Linked DNA regions of Mus musculus: region 1 is linked to region 2. Evidence: chromatin contacts called from public Hi-C data. All regions are on one chromosome and are shown on one strand. The core of a region is the stretch at or near the end of the contact, and the rest is flanking DNA. Distances in the headings are between cores, read along the strand shown. Region 1 has its middle 7.1 kb from the start of Carnmt1. Region 2 has its middle 33 kb from the start of Gcnt1.

Region 1 (4,549 bases), core at 1,448-3,947, 1.3 Mb after region 2:
ACAACCCACTCCACATTGCTGGCTAAAGCTGCTTTGAATTTCTGCCTCCCCCAGCCAAAGAAATTTTGAAGAACATCTGAATAATATTAAAATCATTTGGGATGGGTCTTGGCCATCAATAGAGTTTAAAACTGGTGATAATGGTGTGGAGCTAGTTGAAAACCTCTACTTCCATTGGGATTATAGATATTTACCATGTAACTATACAACACTGGCTTCAAATCGGCTAATAATCTTTCCACAGTTCATTATGAGGGTCAGGACCAGCTTACAGGGGTAGACACCTTTAAGGGGCAGACTTCTCCCACACTAAGAAAAACAAGTGTGTTTCCCTTCTATCTCTCTAAGAAAGAGACAGCCAAGAAAGATTCCTTTTCATTACCTTGCTGTTAGGTTTCCATCTTGGCTTTACTGTCCTGGGTGCTTGGCATAGATGCCTCATTGGCCAGGGAACAAGTTACAACTACTCCCATCATGCTCTCCTGCCCATCACCCTAACTGCTGACTCACTCAGACGTGCTAAGCCTTTGAAGAAGCACTCAGCAGCACTTTTCAAATGTTGGTGAATGTTCCTTTTTGTGCTGAGGATAGTGTCATGCTTGGCTTCTCTCTCATCCTCCTCAGCCCATACACTCCAAAGAGAGTGAATGCCCCAAACTGTGCCTAGGAAATAAGTTGGCAGAAGGCATCTTTTTCTGTCTCTGTCCCTCTGTCTCTCTGTCTGTCTCTCTCTGTCTCTGTCTCTCTCTGTCCTCTCTCTCTGTCTCTCTCTCTTTCTGTCTCTCTCTTTCTGTCTCTCTCTTTCTGTCTCTCTCTCTTTCTGTCTCTCTCTCTTTCTGTCTCTCTGTCTCTGTCTCTCTCTGCCTCTCTCTCTCTGTCTCTCTCTGTGTCTCTCTCTCTGTCCTATCTCTCTTTCTCTCTGTGTGTGCGTCTCTCTCTGTGTGTCTCTGTCTCTCTCTCTTTCTGTCTCTCTCTCTTTCTGTCTCTCTCTCTTTCTGTCTCTGTCTCTCTGTCTCTGTCTCTCTGTCTCTGTCTCTGTCTCTGTCTCTCTGTCTGTCTCTCTGTCTGTCTCTCTGTTTGTCTCTCTGTCTCTCTCTCTGTCTGTCTGTCTCTCTGTCTCTCTCTCTGTCTCTCTCTCTGTCTCTCTCTCTCTGTCTCTCTCTGGTCTGGTTTATGAACAGGCAAGCAGCTTTTTGTAACACTAACACTCTAGCAAACTATTACTGGATTTTTCTAACATCCCAGTTTCCTAGGAATCCTCCTCAGTTCCTGTCTTTTCACACACAGAAACTGTCTTAGTCAGGGTCTCTATTCCTGCACAAACATCATGACCAAGAAGCAAGTTGGGGAGGAAAGGGTTTATTTGGTTTACACTTCCATGCTACTGTTCATCAACAAAGAAGTCAGGACTGGAACTCAAGCAGGTCAGGAAGCAGGAGCTGATACAGAGGCCATGGAGGGATGTTACTTACTGGCTTGCCTCACCTGGCTTGCTCAGCCTGCTCTCTTATAGTCTTTCCCCAAGACTACCAGCCCAGAGATGGTCCCACCCACAAGGGGCCTTTCCCCCTTGATCACTAATTGAGAAAATGCCTTACAGTTGGATCTCATGGAGGCATTTCCTCAACTGAAGCTCCTTTCTCTGTGATAACTCCAGCTGTGTCAAGTTGACACAAAACTAGCCAGTACAGAAACTTTCACACATCCTTTTATTTTTACCTTCGAAGTCTCATCATATTCTAACTTTTACCCCTGTCCTCCAGCCTTTGTCCAGGTGACCATCATTAATCTCATCCCTCACTTAATCAATACCAACAGCCTCTTAACAAATATTTCCAATGAAAATCTTCTGCCGGGTAGTGCTAATGGCAAAATTTTTGTTAATATATTGTAAGTGTGTTGTGCTTCTTACTTGTTTAGATGCCTGCCCTTGCTGGCATTTATTGCTGTCACACAAACAGCTGGCACTATGCCCTCTCCTATACTCACTGGGGAGGTTGTTGCTTCTGTAATGCAGTTGCTGAAAATGGATACCTTCAGTCTAATCTAATAATGAGAAGACTCAGATAAGCCCAAAGTACAGGTATTCCATGAAACAAACTAGGCCTCTTCCATAGTATCATATCCATGAAAGAAGAAGAAAGACCCAAGAGTGTCCCTAACTGGAGCACACTAAAGGGGCAGGACAACTATATACAATTGCAGACCCGGGTTGGACTCTGGAATGGTGGAATATAATGGGGAGATAGCCTGACAGGATATAAGCTTTGTGGCTTAGGTTAGTTCTGCTGTATTTGTTTCTTGTTTTGATCATTGTGTCATGATGATGCACTGTGTGTTAGTATTAGAAGGTACTGGATGAAAACTGCCATTGCACGTTGGAGGTACATAATGTATTTCTTGGTTTTTATAGGGGATCACAGTTAAGAAATTGTTGACTCTCAGAAAAGACTTTAACTTTGGATTAGTGTTGGGACTGTTAAAAATTGTAGGGACATTGGAAATTGGAATAATCCATTATGCATCATGAGACAGTCAAGAGTTGATAGGATCCAGAGGCAAAATGTTGTGATTTGAAAGTGAAGTGTTTTCTGTAAGCCCATGTGATTAACTACTTTGTCCCAGATGGTGGTGCTGTTTTGGAAGGAACCACAGGTGGAGTCCTGCTAGAGGAAGTAGATCACTGGAGGCAGGCCTTTACATTTTATAGCTGGGCCTCACTTCCTACTCTCAGCTTCCTGATTGCTTAGACAATCCGACCATCTGCCTCCTGCTTCTGTGATGAACTGTACCTCCCTGGAGCCCTAAGCCAGGATAACCCAGACACACAAATGAGAGGAGGCACTCGGTGAAAAGTTAGAATAATCCTGTGCTACTTTCTCTTCTCAGGTCTGGAATGATTTCAAAGCGTGGATGGGAAAAGGCAGAAGAAAGCCAGGCAGTGGTGGCACATGCCTTTAATCTCATCACTTGGAAGCAGAGCCATTCGACCTCCGTGAGTCTGACCTGGTCTACAGAGTGAGTTCCAGGACAGCAAGGACTACACAGGATTCCTGTCTCAAAAAAAAAAGAAAGAAAGAAAGAAAGAAAGAAAGAAAGAAAGAAAGAAAGAGAGAGAGAGAAAGAGAAAAGAAAAAAGAAAAGAAAAGAAACAATAATAACAAAAATTCCAAAAGGAAAAAGGAAGGAAGGAAGAAAAGAAGGAAGGAAGGAGGGAGGAAATGAAGGAAGGAAGGACAGAGAAAACAAATACAATTGCCTCAGATGCTAACCATGGGTATTCGCCTAATGTCATGGCAAAGGGAGAGAAGGGAGGAGGAAGAAACAGAATGCAGAGTGCCTGCTCGCTGCTGTGAGGTAAGAAGTGGACTTACAACACTCCCATCGGCCCCCAATACACACAGCGTATCAGTAACTTGAAGAACTGAGGTAAGGTGTGGCTCAGAAAACTTTCTCTGTCGCTCAGGTGGGAAAACGGTGAAGTGTTCCAACCCATATGGAAACAGCTGATTTATTGCTGTCACACGAACGGCTTCATTATTTCCATCAGTGCCTCCTTCAGCAGCAGGAATTCTGGTTTCCAGATGGGGATGTTGGCTCTCCAGTTTCCTAAAATGATGAAGACTCTGCCACTGTGATATGGTAGCCACAGAAAGGAAATGAGACAAGAGAATGACTCTGCGTGGTGCTACCCTCCCTGTGTGATGCATTCCACCCTGTCTTCCTTCTTTCTCTACCTGCCTATACATAATTGACACCCATATCCTATAATTCCAATTTGAAGATTAGACATACTTGCTTTTATAATGGTTTTTTTTTTCTTAGTTTTGAGACTACATCTCATGGGTGTACAGATGGAGTATGGGTAGTAGTTTCTTTTTTTTTTTTTTTTAAGATTTTATTTATTTATTTATTTATTTATTTATATGAGTACACTGTAGCGGTCTTCAGACACCCCAGAAGAGGGCATCGGATCCCATTACAGATGGTTATGAGCCACCATGTGGTTGCTGGGATTTGAACTCAGGACCTCTGGGAGCACAATCAGTGCTCTTACCCACTGAGCCATCTCTCCAGTCTGGGTAGTAGTTTCTTGTAAGACTATAAAGACCTACTTATTCCATTATGATCATTTCCTAGGGACCAATCCCCAGTCCCACAGTATATTCTTATTATTATAAGACCGAATTAGGACATCCTCAGCCTAGAGCCCTCGACTAGCTACAAGTCAAAGCACATGAACCACTGTACCATAAGGCACACGTGAGCTGCCTGTTGCAGGTGTAGTCACTGCTCTTTGTTCTGTACTCAGAGCCAGGGGCCACTCTTAGTGTTTACTAACTGTGCCACTTCATCATACAAAAACATAAATGCAAATATAGTATGGAACCATTTAAGTTTTTGTTTTGTTTTGTTTTGTTTTGTTTGTTGTTTTGTTTTGTCTTTGGGGGGGTGAGGGGTTGAGGACTCAATGGCAGCGTGCTTGTCTATTAAGTACAGTGCTTGAGTTTGGTCCTCAGCTCTGGAGAAAAAGAGGTCTTTGTTGCTG
Region 2 (4,223 bases), core at 710-3,209:
TGTTTTCATCAAGTCTTAAAAGAGGAACTATTCTCTCAATAGCTCCTAAACTCCTCTCTCCTTCCTGCCTATAAGACACCCTTCCAGGGTTAGGCAGGGCTTGGCAGGTCAAGTGCTGCTTCTGCTCACACATCCAGAGGACCTGAGTTTGCATCCAGTTAAAAACCAGGAACCCAGGAGTGCTGGGTGCAGACAGGAAGACACATAGGGCTAGCAGGCAAGGCTAACAAAACCAGCTAGCTTCAGGTCCAGCACTAGCTACTCTTTCAAAAAACAAGGGAAGGGGTGATAGAGGAAGATACCTGGCCTCTGGCCTCCATTTGCAGACACACAAGGAACACACACACACACACACACACACACACGGGGTGGGGGGGTTAGGGAGAGAGACAGGTAGACAGAGAGAGACAGAGAGAGAGGCAGTCAGAGACACAGACAGAGAGAGACAGAGAGACGGAGAGTGAGAGAAAGGAATGATGCTTTAGTATTTACCATGCTTCTTCATTATTTTTCTCTCTGATCTCCACGCGCCCTTTAAGGGATCATTTTCAACAACTTCAAAATTAGTGAACTATTTGTTTCTACCTACGTGACTTCTTACTGCATTTGCTATTAAAAGAAAGGAAGGAAGCGGGAGGGAGGGAGGGAGGGAGGAAGAGAGAGAGAGAGAGAGAAAGTTCGTTAGTGGTCTTGCTTTGTGGAAGAACCAAGCATACCTGCCTTCCCCCCAAGAAGAGTTATACTCAAAGCAAAGCAGTAGCTTTGGGAGGAGAGCTGAAACAATAGAAGATGTTTTTGCTTGAAAACAACAGATGCCCTCTGAGTCATGCCTGTCTAGCTAACTCCTTTACAAGTTGTACCTAGAATAGTACAGGCGATTATGCTAGGACGTAACCTTACCTGCAAGGTATGTAGAGCATGCAGTAAACTAATGCCCAGTAAACATCAGTTGAATGGGCTTCAAGGAACATATTAAAGTGGGTGTTCTTCTTTGAGTGGAAGGGTAGGGTAAAAAAAAGTCTCTAATGAGAAAACATTTCTTTTAAATCAAGTCAAATAAGAGAATTCTATCTAGGCCAGGACATTTTCTTAATGTGTCTAAAGACAACAAAAGTAAATTATAAACGTCTAGCAATATTTAAACCAGCAGTGTCCAGAATTTCTTCCAATGGTTTCTTGGAATGACATTGATTTCTATTCTCAGCTAATCTTAAATGTGGAAAAAATCTTTCACACAGACTGCACAAAACTCTCTAGTTAGACAGAATCTTCTATACGGACACTGCTTATCGAAGCCACGCCCACGGCGGGATGTTCACATAGGCACTTTGGGAGACAGTGAGTGGCTTCTCGTTCTGCTAAAGACAAACACCCATTTCTCATTGGTAAGTAGCATGACATCAAAATCTTACCTAATACAAAATAAATAAATAAATTCATATATGTGTATTAAAGATGTTTTTATTTTCATTCATTTGTGTTTGTACGCATAAACACCCTATGTCTGGAGTGTCAAAAGAAGCCAGAAGAGGGTGTCAGTACCTTGCTGCTGGAGTTACAGGAGGTTGTTGTTAGGCTACCCTCAGATGGAGTATTCTAAGATATGGAGACGCAAACTGGGCGGTCTGCATTTCTCTGAAGTCTGCTGACCCCTTATCTCACAAGAACAGCTTGGCCACAGGCTTCTGCTATCCTATTAGCCAGGGGCCCGCCTCATAAAAGTTTGCTTACAGAGCTCCCTTTTGCCTTCTATGGTTCTTTTTCCCATAACTAAAATCACCCTACCTATAAAACTTCAATAAAAACCTATAAAAATTCCCCTTTCATGGGGCTACTCTCCCTTCTTTTGGAGACAGCCTGGATGTTCATTTTCCCAAATAAAGCTTTACCTTTCAGCCTCAGTGGGGCTGTGGTGGTCTGGTTCTTTAAGCCTCACAGTTGAGTCACTGGCATTGGTGCTGGTGATCACTTGCATCCTCGGAAGGTCAGTAACGGCTCTTAACCTCTGAGGCACTTTTCCAACCCCACATATGTACCTTTTAAGGAGCCAAATGCAAAACCGCCACCAACCCAAGCACTCTGAAATCTTGAGGACAGACTGACATATCCTACGTATGCATGGATGGCTCTTTCATAAAATAACACCAGTGCTAGCACTACCCCACCCCACCCCCTTGATAGCATATTCATCGCTCTTCTGGCTACTTCTGGAAATTGCTTTTCCTGACCTATACAACTGAGAAATCTCATAGCTACAAAAGCATAAGGCCTTAAAACAGGCTGCTAAGCTCCACAACTTAAATCCAAAATATTTCCTGGAGTAACAAGAAGGTGGCAGGGTCCCTCCGCCTTGAGTAAACATGCAAGATACAGAGGGAGTAGGATTCCCTAAGGCAAACCATATGACATACAAGCTCCAAATACAGATTTGACAGCCAGCAATTTTATGGAGCTAGAGGGAATGACTCAAAAAGGTGCAGTCTGGGGAACACCCCAAGCACGTATTTCTGTTCATTATCTTTGTTATTCTAGAAGGCCACATCATACGTAGTTTTCCTCAAGACAAGCTCTAAAGCATTGAGAATGAATATTTTGAAAATATCCATTGGCATCAAAACTGCTAATTTGATCCCTAATCTGGTTTAGATTAGCACATTCCTGGTAATGGGAAATGCTGGGGCTGGAGATTTAGTTTGGTTGGTAAAGTACTTGTCCACCAAGCACGTGAATCTGAGCTTGAGCCCCCATAAACTATGTAAAAATGAACAGCAGGACAGAATGGCTTTTGCAGTTCCAGCACTGAGGAGGAGAGACAAGGTGTCTGGGGCCTGTAGGCCAACTCACCTAAGCTGCTTGTTAAATTCTAGGTCAGCAAGACCCTTCTCAAAGGAGGGTGCCCAGTGTTCTGAAGAATGACACCTGAGGTTATCCTGTAGTGAGTTCACACACACATGAAGACACGCACGCCCTAAAGAAATAAATCTGAAACCAGGAGGAATGGCACATGTTTGGAATCCCAAGATTTGAGAGTTGGGGCAGGAGAATCAGGAGTTTGAGGCCCCTTTGGCTTATATTACAAGACCATACCCAAGTCAACTAATCAATCAGTTTGATTGATTAATCAATCAATCTAGAACTGAGAGTAGCTCTGCCCAGCATTTGAGAGCTTGCTAGTCTCCCTAGCAGGGGAAAGAAAGAGAGAGAGAGAGAGAGAGAGAGAGAGAGAGAGAGAGAGAGAGAGAGAGAGAGGGAGGGAGGGAGGAAGGAAGAAAGGAAGAAAGGAAGAAAGGAAGAAAGGAAGAAAGGAAGAAAGGAAGAAAGGAAGAAAGGAAGAAAGGAAGAAAGGAAGAAAGAAAGAAAGAAAGAAAGAAAGAAAGAAAGAAAGAAAGAAAGAAAGAAAGGCAAGCAAACAACAACAAAAAAGGTAGTCTTTTATAAATTTGTGTTTTCAAGTTTTGAGAAAGATTGAAAATCCATCTATTTTGTTACTTTCTAGAATCTGCTTCGTCTAAAAATGTCTAGAATCTGTCACTTGCTGAGTTCTGAATGTAGGAGGCACAGCCAAGGGAAAAGGGGACCCTCCTCCACAGTACTGAGAGCTTAGTCTGGATACCAGCATGTCTGACATGTTGAAAAGTCTGGGTGCTCACAGCAAAATGGATGGATTCCAGAGCTTTCTGAAAACCTGGATATTTTGTAAACTTGTCAATGATATTATTTTGTGCTGGGAATCAAATCAAGACTCTCATACATGCCAGACAGACTAAGGAGCCACAGAACTTTATAGGCATGAAGTTAACCTGTGGGAAACTGCTCTCTCCATCAGTGAACACAAGCTGGTGTCTCCAGCATCTGAGAATGCAACTCACAGCCTGCTCCTAACCTCCCTGTCTTCATCTCTTTGTATGGCCTGTTTTGTCTTGGGTTTTGGGTTTTGTTTTTGTTTTGTATGACCCTGACCGGCCTGGAATCAGCTATAGAAACCAGGCTGGTGATTGGTTTATAGTGATTCTCCTGCCTCTGGAGTTCACTGTCACTTCTAGTCTTTCATCTTACTTTGCAATATAATTTTCTCTATCACATTTTCCTTTTATTTTTACCTTGGTAAAAAAGTTTCAGATATCTCTGTCTTGCTTTTTTTCATCACTGCTCACAAGTATAATATATATATATTTCCCACAAATATAAAAGCCTTTATTGTGATTGGTGGAGTTAAGGAAGGA

What was found. A called contact is a pair of places that touch in the nucleus more often than the background predicts.
Region 1: a contact with region 2 is called in a Hi-C map of the G1E-ER4 cell line, with 3 times the contacts expected there. A contact is called at or near these places in 3 of 39 promoter capture datasets (hippocampal neurons, liver and pre-B cells), 1 of 484 Hi-C or Micro-C datasets (the G1E-ER4 cell line), 3 of 130 datasets of targeted methods (embryonic stem cells and large pre-B cells) and 1 of 9 other capture datasets (adipose tissue).

What each region holds. Positions count from the first base shown.
Region 1 is chr19:18,661,399-18,665,947 of GRCm38.p6, forward strand. No RefSeq gene overlaps it. Among named protein-coding and RNA genes, the nearest start is that of Carnmt1, 7.1 kb to the right of the region's middle.
Region 2 is chr19:17,321,897-17,326,119 of GRCm38.p6, forward strand. No RefSeq gene overlaps it. Among named protein-coding and RNA genes, the nearest start is that of Gcnt1, 33 kb to the right of the region's middle.